2 separate regions of the Gossypium hirsutum genome follow, and region 2 is linked to region 1. A link is a contact called in public Hi-C data. All regions are on one chromosome and are shown on one strand. The core of a region is the stretch at or near the end of the contact, and the rest is flanking DNA. Distances in the headings are between cores, read along the strand shown. Region 1 holds the start of LOC107948867 (steroid 5-alpha-reductase DET2). Region 2 holds the start of LOC107930146 (transcription factor DIVARICATA).

Region 1 (4,453 bases), core at 1,293-3,792:
ATTTTCTTCGGATTTTCAATTTTGACATCAAGACATTAAGTAATCAACTAGGTACCAATTTTAAGCATTATAAAGGTGCTAATTCTTCCTCATATGTAACCGACTCCCAAACTCACTTCTCGAATTTTGTAAACCAAAAATTATTATTTTAATAAATCTAACATTTTATTAAAATGACCAAATTTAAGATGATTCAATCACACTTAATAAAAATAATCCGTGGGGACTTTATTTTCGTTTTTTAAAATAAAAAGTAGATGTCCAAAAAGGTTTACACAACCAACATATACAAGCAATACAAACTTAATTGCATCATAGAAAACTTTTTGGGGTTATCCATCTCAAGATTACAACTTTCTCAAGTAGGCATCGAAACCAAAGTTATCCACTTCAAGCTACAGTCAAAACTTGGAAAATAGAATAAATGGTTGTTGAAGTTTATCAAAACTTTCGATATCATTCTATATTTATAGTTAAAACCATATTTTCAAATTTAAAATTTAGGAATTGTATTCTTCTTTTTATTAATGAAAAAAAAATACCAATTTTAAAGGTACATTTTTTTAAAAATAATTTTTTTATATTTTCATATTTTAAAAGTAATTGTATTTTAATATTTTAAAATTTTATAATAGCTTTTAATTTTGATATTTTAAATATAATATTAAATTGGAGAAACTATATATATAATTAAAAAAAAACTTTGGTTTCTCCAAAGACTAGAGAGAAAATCGAGCTGATGATTTTCTTTCCATGAATGTCGGCCGGCCAACATCGCTTTTAAAGTTGCTTACTTCAGGCAACTATTTTGCCCTTCAACTATTTATTTATTTATTTGGAATTTAATTTTTATTTTCAAAAATTAAATTTATATCTTTTTTAAATTTTAATATTTAAATGCAGTTGTTAACATAATTAAATTATTTTATTAAATTTATTATTATGATATTTTGAAATTAAACAAAGACTTACTTAATAATCATATAATAAAAAAATATCATTCTAATAATTATACTTATATTTTTATATCTAATAAATAAATAAAATTCCTTGAAATAATAAGAAGATAACTAAGCCAAGGATTAGATTAACATAGCGTCATGAAATTTGTTATTTTTCTTCATCATCCATATTTTGGATTTTTCAATAGTTTAAAATATTAATATTTTTTTATATTAAATTTAATAATTCCAATTATGTGGGTTTGAATCACAAAATTCATTATCTAAACTTAATTCAATACCCTTCCGCCGGCCTCCTTAAAATTCATAATTTATATTTTTTTTCCTCTTTTATCTTTATTATTTGGTTTTGATTAATTTTCTTCATTTGCAATACTAAATTTAAAATTTTTATTCAAGAATATCAAATATTATTATCAATTGGTATTGGTATTATTGTCAATACAGAAGTACATAAATTCAAGTGCGCTGAAACACGTTGTCCTCTTTTTTAAAGGTTGGAAGAGACTACAAGTAATATTACACTCATATGAAAGGAAGTAAATAAATATTTAATTTATTAATCCACTTTTATATTGCAATAATATTAATCAAGGTTAAGACTTGGAATCAAAAATATTTTAGCACCAAAATTTAAAAAAAAATTATTTTTGCATTTTAGATATAAAATTATGAAAGCACTCTATTTATTCTTCCCAAATACTTTCTATTTGGCTTTAATGGAAGTAATTACAACATTTTTCTATTTCATTTAATTTCGTAGCAACCACTTTTTTCTTTTTTCTTTTTTTTTTTAAAGTTTTAACTTACCACTCATATGTGAGCTTACAAATATTATGGTTTATATGTTTAAATTAAATTTTATAAATAATTTATATTAATTGCTTAAAATACATTTAAATTCTATATTTCATCTATTAATATATTAAATTATTTAAATATAATATAAGTTAAATTATTTTTTATCTAATGTTTAAAATAAATATTTTAATTTTTTACAATAATTTTTTAGAGCAATGTAAAACCCCAAAATTATCAAGCTACATTATTAACTAGTGGTTAGAAGAAATTATAGTGCACTTTCCGAGGCATGGGATTCGAATTTGCTTGAATCTTATAATTGTTATTGTTAAGAGGTTTATTTGAGATTATACTAAAATAAATTTTACAAATTACATTTTTCAAAAATATTTTTTCTTGAAAAAGCATTAGAAATTAAAATCATATTTTACCCTTTTATTAAAAAATAAGTAAATTACTCTACTTTATATTAAATTAAAAAAAAATTAATTATTTTAGTTAAAATTTTATTCTTTTGCACTGTTAAAACTGAAGTGAATGACAAAATAACTAATTACTATATAAATATATAAAAATTAATTTTTAATAATAAAATTAGATAAATAAAATTTTTAACAATAACAAAAATATTAATTTACTCTTTAATCTTAAATATTAGAGAAATTAATTTGCTTAAATTTTTAAATAAAAAAGAATGATAATATTATTACCGAAAAACAGTATTAAATTGAAAAGCTAACCTTAAGTGATAGTAATTGCTGCAGGTAGAGGGACAATAGGTAAGACAGCCGAAGTACCGCAAAGTTGTACTCACACTTATTAAGTAGCATTCCCTGGGATTCAGATCCTTCTTTCTCATCTTCAACATAGAAAAGAGAAGACAAGAAAATGGCCTCCGATCAGACCCTTTTTCACTACTGCCTCCTCACTCTTTACATAATTGCTTTACCAACATGGATCAGCCTTTACTTCCTCCAAGCCCCTTATGGCAAGCACAACCGCCCTGGTTGGGGTCCTACCATCTCTCCACCTTTGGCTTGGTTCCTCATGGAAAGTCCCACCCTCTGGCTCACTTTCTTCCTCTTTCCCTCCGGCCAACATTTCTACAACCCTAAATCATTCCTTCTCATCTCGCCCTTTCTCTTTCACTACTTCAACCGCACTGTCCTTTACCCTCTTCGGCTCGCCAGGAACACCACCCAAACCAGGGGTTTTCCAGTGAGTGTAGCTTTTATGGCGTTCGGGTTTAATCTTTTGAACGGTTATTTGCAAGCCAGGTGGGTGTCGCACTATAAGGACGACTATGAAAATGAGGAGCTGTTTTGGTGGAGGTTTCTTGCTGGATTGCTAATTTTTGTAGTTGGTATGTGGGTGAATGTTAGGGCTGATAAAGTGTTGGTGGGACTGAAGAAACAAGGTGATGGTGGATATAAGATCCCAAGAGGAGGGCTGTTTGAGTTGGTGAGTTGCCCCAACTATTTTGGGGAGATTATGGAGTGGTTTGGGTGGGCGGTGATGACATGGTCTTGGGTGGGTTTTGGCTTCTTTCTCTACACTTGTGCCAACTTGATGCCTAGAGCTCGTGCCACCCGCCTTTGGTATTTGGAGAAGTTCAAGGACGATTATCCCAAAGACAGAAAAGCTGTGATCCCATTCATATATTGAAGATTTGATATTTGTGTTTAACCCACATATGATTGATTCGGTGATCAAGTTGTATCTTTTTAATGGTTTGATTAATAAAAAATCAGATTTCTTTTCTGTTATATCTTGTTCTTTGTTCAAACCATAAACAAAAAAATTAAGCATTGGGCTGCAATTAAGTGCAAATTTTACAGGTAAAAGAATATTGCCCATTATCATCAAATGACATGCTATCGGCGAAATAATTTGTCCTTGCTGGACGTGGAATGCAAATTCAGATTTTGTGGCAGTGTGTAGAGATCATGACAACGATATTGTTAACCATTTACTTAGGCACAGTTTAAGACGGATGGCAAATTCGGTATCATGAGCATAGGATGCCATGGATCGGTAATCCAGGTAAAGTAGGTGCAAAAGCTGTCATTAGGAATCACATAAGCAAATGGGTCATGAGCATGGTTGCCAAACTATAGGAATTTAGAGCATGGACACAAGGAAACTTGAAGTGGAATTTGGTGAATGACTGCAGGATGCTCCTTAAAAGGTTTCGAGAGGGTCATTGAACATGTGTTTTGTTTAGGGAATAGGAGTGCCGATGGATTGGCAAGACTAGGTAGTGGCATGCGGCTCCTGCCTCAGTTGAATACCTCTGGTTTGCGATTTGATGAACATTTGTAATGAACTACCAGAGGGTGTGAGTTTTCATTTTTTCATTTTTTTTTTTTTTTGGTTGTTGTTAGAGCTGAGGGTCAGACCTGTGTTTTAACTTTTGAATGCACCTTTTCCTTATCAGAAAGAAGTCTACACTAGAATTGTTCATGGAGTTTCTATTCTTTAGCAATGCCAATGTGAAAAAGCGATGGCATACTCGCACAAAATGGTTGAAAGTGCAATACCTTTTTTACTCATCATAGCATGTTATGAAAATTAAAGCACCTTCAGAAATCTGTAACAAATAGCATTGAACCCCTTGGGAATACCCAGGCAAATATCATCCTAAGAATGGGGATCGCCTAAAAATAGTAAAGCATAGATCTTACTCCTCA
Region 2 (4,453 bases), core at 1,426-3,925, 570 kb before region 1:
AGCATGCATTGTGAGTCAGATAGATCAACATTTGACATGGCATATTGCTCAAATCACCTGCTTCCACTTTGGCCATATATCCTTTTAAACCACAATATTATTTCATTACAATAGCCTTATTAACTGCTTCAGAGCAAACTCATAAGCAACAACAAGATAACCCCTTGTGGCTAAAACACCAAAGCTGATCCATGGATTTCTTCATGTTGTCCCAAGTTAAGGTGCTGAACATCAGTGTTTGAAGCAAGGAAATATGAATTATTTCAGGCTCATATCAAATTTTAAGCCTCTATAGTACAGTCTGTCATTTTGCAGAGGACTCGGATCCACATGGTGGTATCTATAGAACACACACAATCAATCTAAGAATAACAGGTTACAACAGATGATGCAGACACACGACTAGACTAGAATTAACAAGAGCCCAAGCTTCAAGTAAATAAGCTTTTATCTTTTTGGTTCAATGATTCAGAATTTGAATGATAAATCACAAAACCACCTAACTGATCTCTCTTTAAGTGGAAACTACGGACTAAAATGCATCTCCAAGATATACACATCACTAGTAGGCTTCATCTTCATCTCTTTTAACTAATAATAATACCTTGAGAAAAGTCTTCCCACATTATCACTGAGTTTATTGATGTTGTTGCATTGACTGCATCTGGAAATGAGTGTTGTAAGATCCGAATTGAGATCTGGGAAGAGTTTCTCCAAGCAAATTTTGTTCCTCCAGCTTGGGTCCGTATGATGAAATCCCACAGAAAGGGGACAGGAAAGCATTGCAATTACTCGTCCGGTTGAAAACCATAGTTGCTCCATTTTGTTGCTTCCATTCAAAGTCGATCTCTTTAGTTGTGGCTAGTTTAGCTTGCTGCTGTGCCTGTATGACTGCAGAAGAATCACTTGAAGACGAATGCTTGCAGCGATCCGGTGACGAAGAGGGAGTATCAGGGACATTAACCGTTGTGATATCATGGATACTGGACCTCCTCTTGTCTTTCCCCCCAGTGACCTGCCTGATGAAGTATTTCTGAGCATGACTTGCCACTTGAGTCGGTGTTCGAGTAGTCACGAAATTGCGTGAAATATTTCTCCAATCCCCTTTACCGTACTTTTTAAGACCCATTAAGAATTGTCTGTCATTAATCATCAAGTCAAACATCATAAGCCGCTAGGAAAAATGCTGAAAACCATTGAACGGTACAGAATTTGCACAACCAAGAAAAGCGACATGCACCAACAAAACATACACAGTGTTTACCAACCAACCACATTGTCAACATTCATAACAATTGCAAGATTCAAACAGGAAACTCCATTGATACCTGATATCCTAAGGACTGATCATAATTGTCAAATATATAAAGAACCAAAAAAAAGGGCTAGCAGTTACCTGTGTTCTTCTTCAGTCCATGGCACTCCTTTCTTCCTTTCTTGATCAGAAGAACGAGACCCAGTCCCTCTTTTACCAGGAGTGTAATAGTGTCTAAATCCATCAAAGCCTTGACTATCATTACCCCACTCCAATGTAAAAGATTCACTGCTATATCCAGGGATTGGAATCAGGCCAGCCTCTATATCACTCACATCTTCTTCCAATTCTCTGTATTGCTTGATGACATCCCCAACTGTTTTTCCAGGAATCATAGATGCCACCTTAATCCATCGATCAGGGGTATCTTTATCATATAAAGCCAAAGCATTTTCAAAGCACTTGTTCTCTTCAGGCGTCCATTTAGTACCTTTACTCTCTTGAAAAAACCAATTGGAAGTATGTAAATAAGAGGCTGGAGAGAGAATTTCAAGTCCCCTATTCATTTGTTACTGGTTATGTAAACTGCCAAAGATGATTTGCCCGTACGCAAAAAAAGAAAGAAGAAAACTATGCTTTTCTCCCTCTTTGAATGAAATTGTTCAAAGAGAGAGAAAAACCAAATTAGAAAAATGCAGAGAAGTAAGGCTGTTTTAAATTAGCAACGAAATATCAAATCATAAAAACATTAAAATGGATTCGGTACCCTTTTTCACACAAGATTAAGTTGAGGAATCTCAAAAAATTGAACTTTCCAAAACCCAAGGAAAATTCGAGAGCTGGTAGAAAAAAAAAAAGAAAAAAGCAGATCTTTGCAAATATAAATGAAAAACCCCGACATACATAGTAGATCCAAAATTACATACTACAATTACAACTAGAAAATTGATATAGAGATTAAAATTTAAAAACCCAGATCATAGATTTAAACACAAACTGGAAAAAAAAAAGAACGCAGTAAATCGATGAAGAAAGCAAAAACAATAAAACAAAACAAAGAAGGTTCTAGAGAATTGGAGAGCTAAAAGTGGGGGGAAATCTTTAGCAGTTTATATTTTGTTAGGAAGATAAAGCAAAAGCAAGGAGAAGAAAGAGAGAGTGCATGATAGAAATGAATTATAAGCACACTCTTTTGAGTTATATTTTGTACTGCTTACAAAACTATGAAACAGAGAATGATGAGACTGAAAGTGAAGGCAGAGAGAAAGAGAGGGGTCAAAGCTGCTAACTTGTGATTGGTGTTGAAGAATTGTGGGCGCTACTGTGGCCAAAGCAACGCTCTTTTTCTCTAAAATATTATGAGGGAAGGGTGATGGCCAATCAGAAGAGAGACATCGACGGACATTTGGCTTGTTGGTGAATGAAATTGGATGTTTGGTTTTCTGGTCTTTTTATTTGGAGATGACCAATTTTGGCACGTGAGATGTTTGTCCTTCGTGTCATCCAAAGTTTTAATGGGAGGTGAAATGTGCTTTTTCATTACAAAATTAGTAGAGAAATTTGATTTTGAAGTTAAAAGTATTAAATATATTTTTTGAGAAATTATTAATTAATAGTGGAATTTTTAGATTTCGGTGAGATATTGATAAGTATTCTATAAGAGTATAATAAAATATTAAAACAAAGATATATGTCAATATTTTAAGACTATTTGTGGAATAAAATAAAATACTTGCTTTTTTTTTTACTAAACATAAAAGTTGAGATTTAGTTACTTTTAATTTTTGTATTTGGAAGTAAAATTATCAAATAACTTTATTCATATTAACTAGTTAAAATATATATAAGAATTAGATTAATGTATATTTAGTTAAAAGGATTTTTTATTCTCCCAATTTTGAAATTGAGCAAATTGATCGCTCTAAAAAATATTAAAGCAATTTAATCCTCGTCAGTTTCGAAAGTGAGCAATGTAATAACAATTAATAACGACGTTAATGTGTTGATTGAATTTTAGCTCAATTAACATAGACATTGATGTTAGTGTAGGAAGATGTGGGTTTGAGTGTGCTGAAGCGTATTATCCTCCTATTTAAGGGTTGGGGAGGGGCTATGAGTTGTTCTAGACATTATATTAAAAAAAGCAGATATCATCAAAATCTATAATGAGATTGTTCAAAAAAAATGACATTTATGTCATCTATCAATAGTAATACTTTGATTGATATAGCAACAAAATTAGCCTTCGATGTTTACATATTTTGTCATTTTAGTCTTAATTCTAAAAAATTCAACAAATTTAGCCTTAATTTACACAAATGTAATGAGATAAATTTGTTAAAATTAACATTAAATTGACAAAATATGTAAACTTTAAGGGCTAAATTTCTTATTGCCAAATCCAAATCAATTTTTTTATGTTTTTTTTTATGTTTGGTACGATAAAACAAGTGCATTAATGTAAAAATAATGTACAAGTCAACTTTTAAAAAACAAGTTTTATAGTAAAATGTCTTATCATTTTGTTTTCTGTAAAACATTGTACATCATAACCTTCTCTACTTTCTCACCTACTCTAGAGAATATATCTTGCCCTTCTCTCTTTCTGTAACACCCTTAACTCGTTTCTGTCGTCGGATTAGGGTTATAGAGTATTACTAAACAATCAGAAACATTTGAACCTTATATAATTCAATTGTAATCACATAATAAATTATTCATACACATGCATATAGTCCCTGAATTGAGCCCTTAAAAATAGTTTAGAAACAAATTGGGATCAATTTGAATCAGTTTGGAAAGTTTAGGAAAAAAGATAAAAAATCTACAAAACAAGGGTCACACGGCCATGTGGCCAGGCCGTGTGTCTCACAAGGCTGAGAAACATGCCCATGTCTTGGGCTGTGTAACAATTGAACTAGGGACACATGGCTGTGCCCCAACCCGTGTTCCTACCCGTGAAACTCTCTAAGTAGGGTCACATGGCCGTGTCACACGCCCGTGTGCCAGGCCGTGTGTTAGGCTTTGTAACTCACTGACTTGCACCCTAAATAATTCATCAAATGACACATGGTTGTGTCGCCAGGCTGTGTGTCTGACATAGCTGAGTCACACGCCCGTGTCTCAGGCCGTGTAGACCCAACATGAACCTTAAACAACAAGTTTACCAATTCAAGCTTACTTGAACTCTAAGTAATC

The links. A called contact is a pair of places that touch in the nucleus more often than the background predicts.
Region 2: a contact with region 1 is called in a Hi-C map of leaf, with 4 times the contacts expected there. The contact joins the promoter of LOC107930146 here to the promoter of LOC107948867 in region 1. A contact is called at or near these places in 3 of 34 Hi-C or Micro-C datasets (all in leaf).

The regions. Positions count from the first base shown.
Region 1 is chrA04:75,533,045-75,537,497 of Gossypium_hirsutum_v2.1, reverse strand. LOC107948867 (steroid 5-alpha-reductase DET2) reads left to right here and starts at 2,542. Exons shown (of 1, transcript NM_001327551.2): 1 at 2,542-3,529. The coding sequence starts at 2,652. The coding sequence ends at 3,428.
Region 2 is chrA04:76,102,226-76,106,678 of Gossypium_hirsutum_v2.1, reverse strand. LOC107930146 (transcription factor DIVARICATA) reads right to left here and starts at 2,675. Exons shown (of 2, transcript XM_016861719.2): 1 at 1,397-2,675; 2 at 45-1,139. The coding sequence starts at 1,821. The coding sequence ends at 638.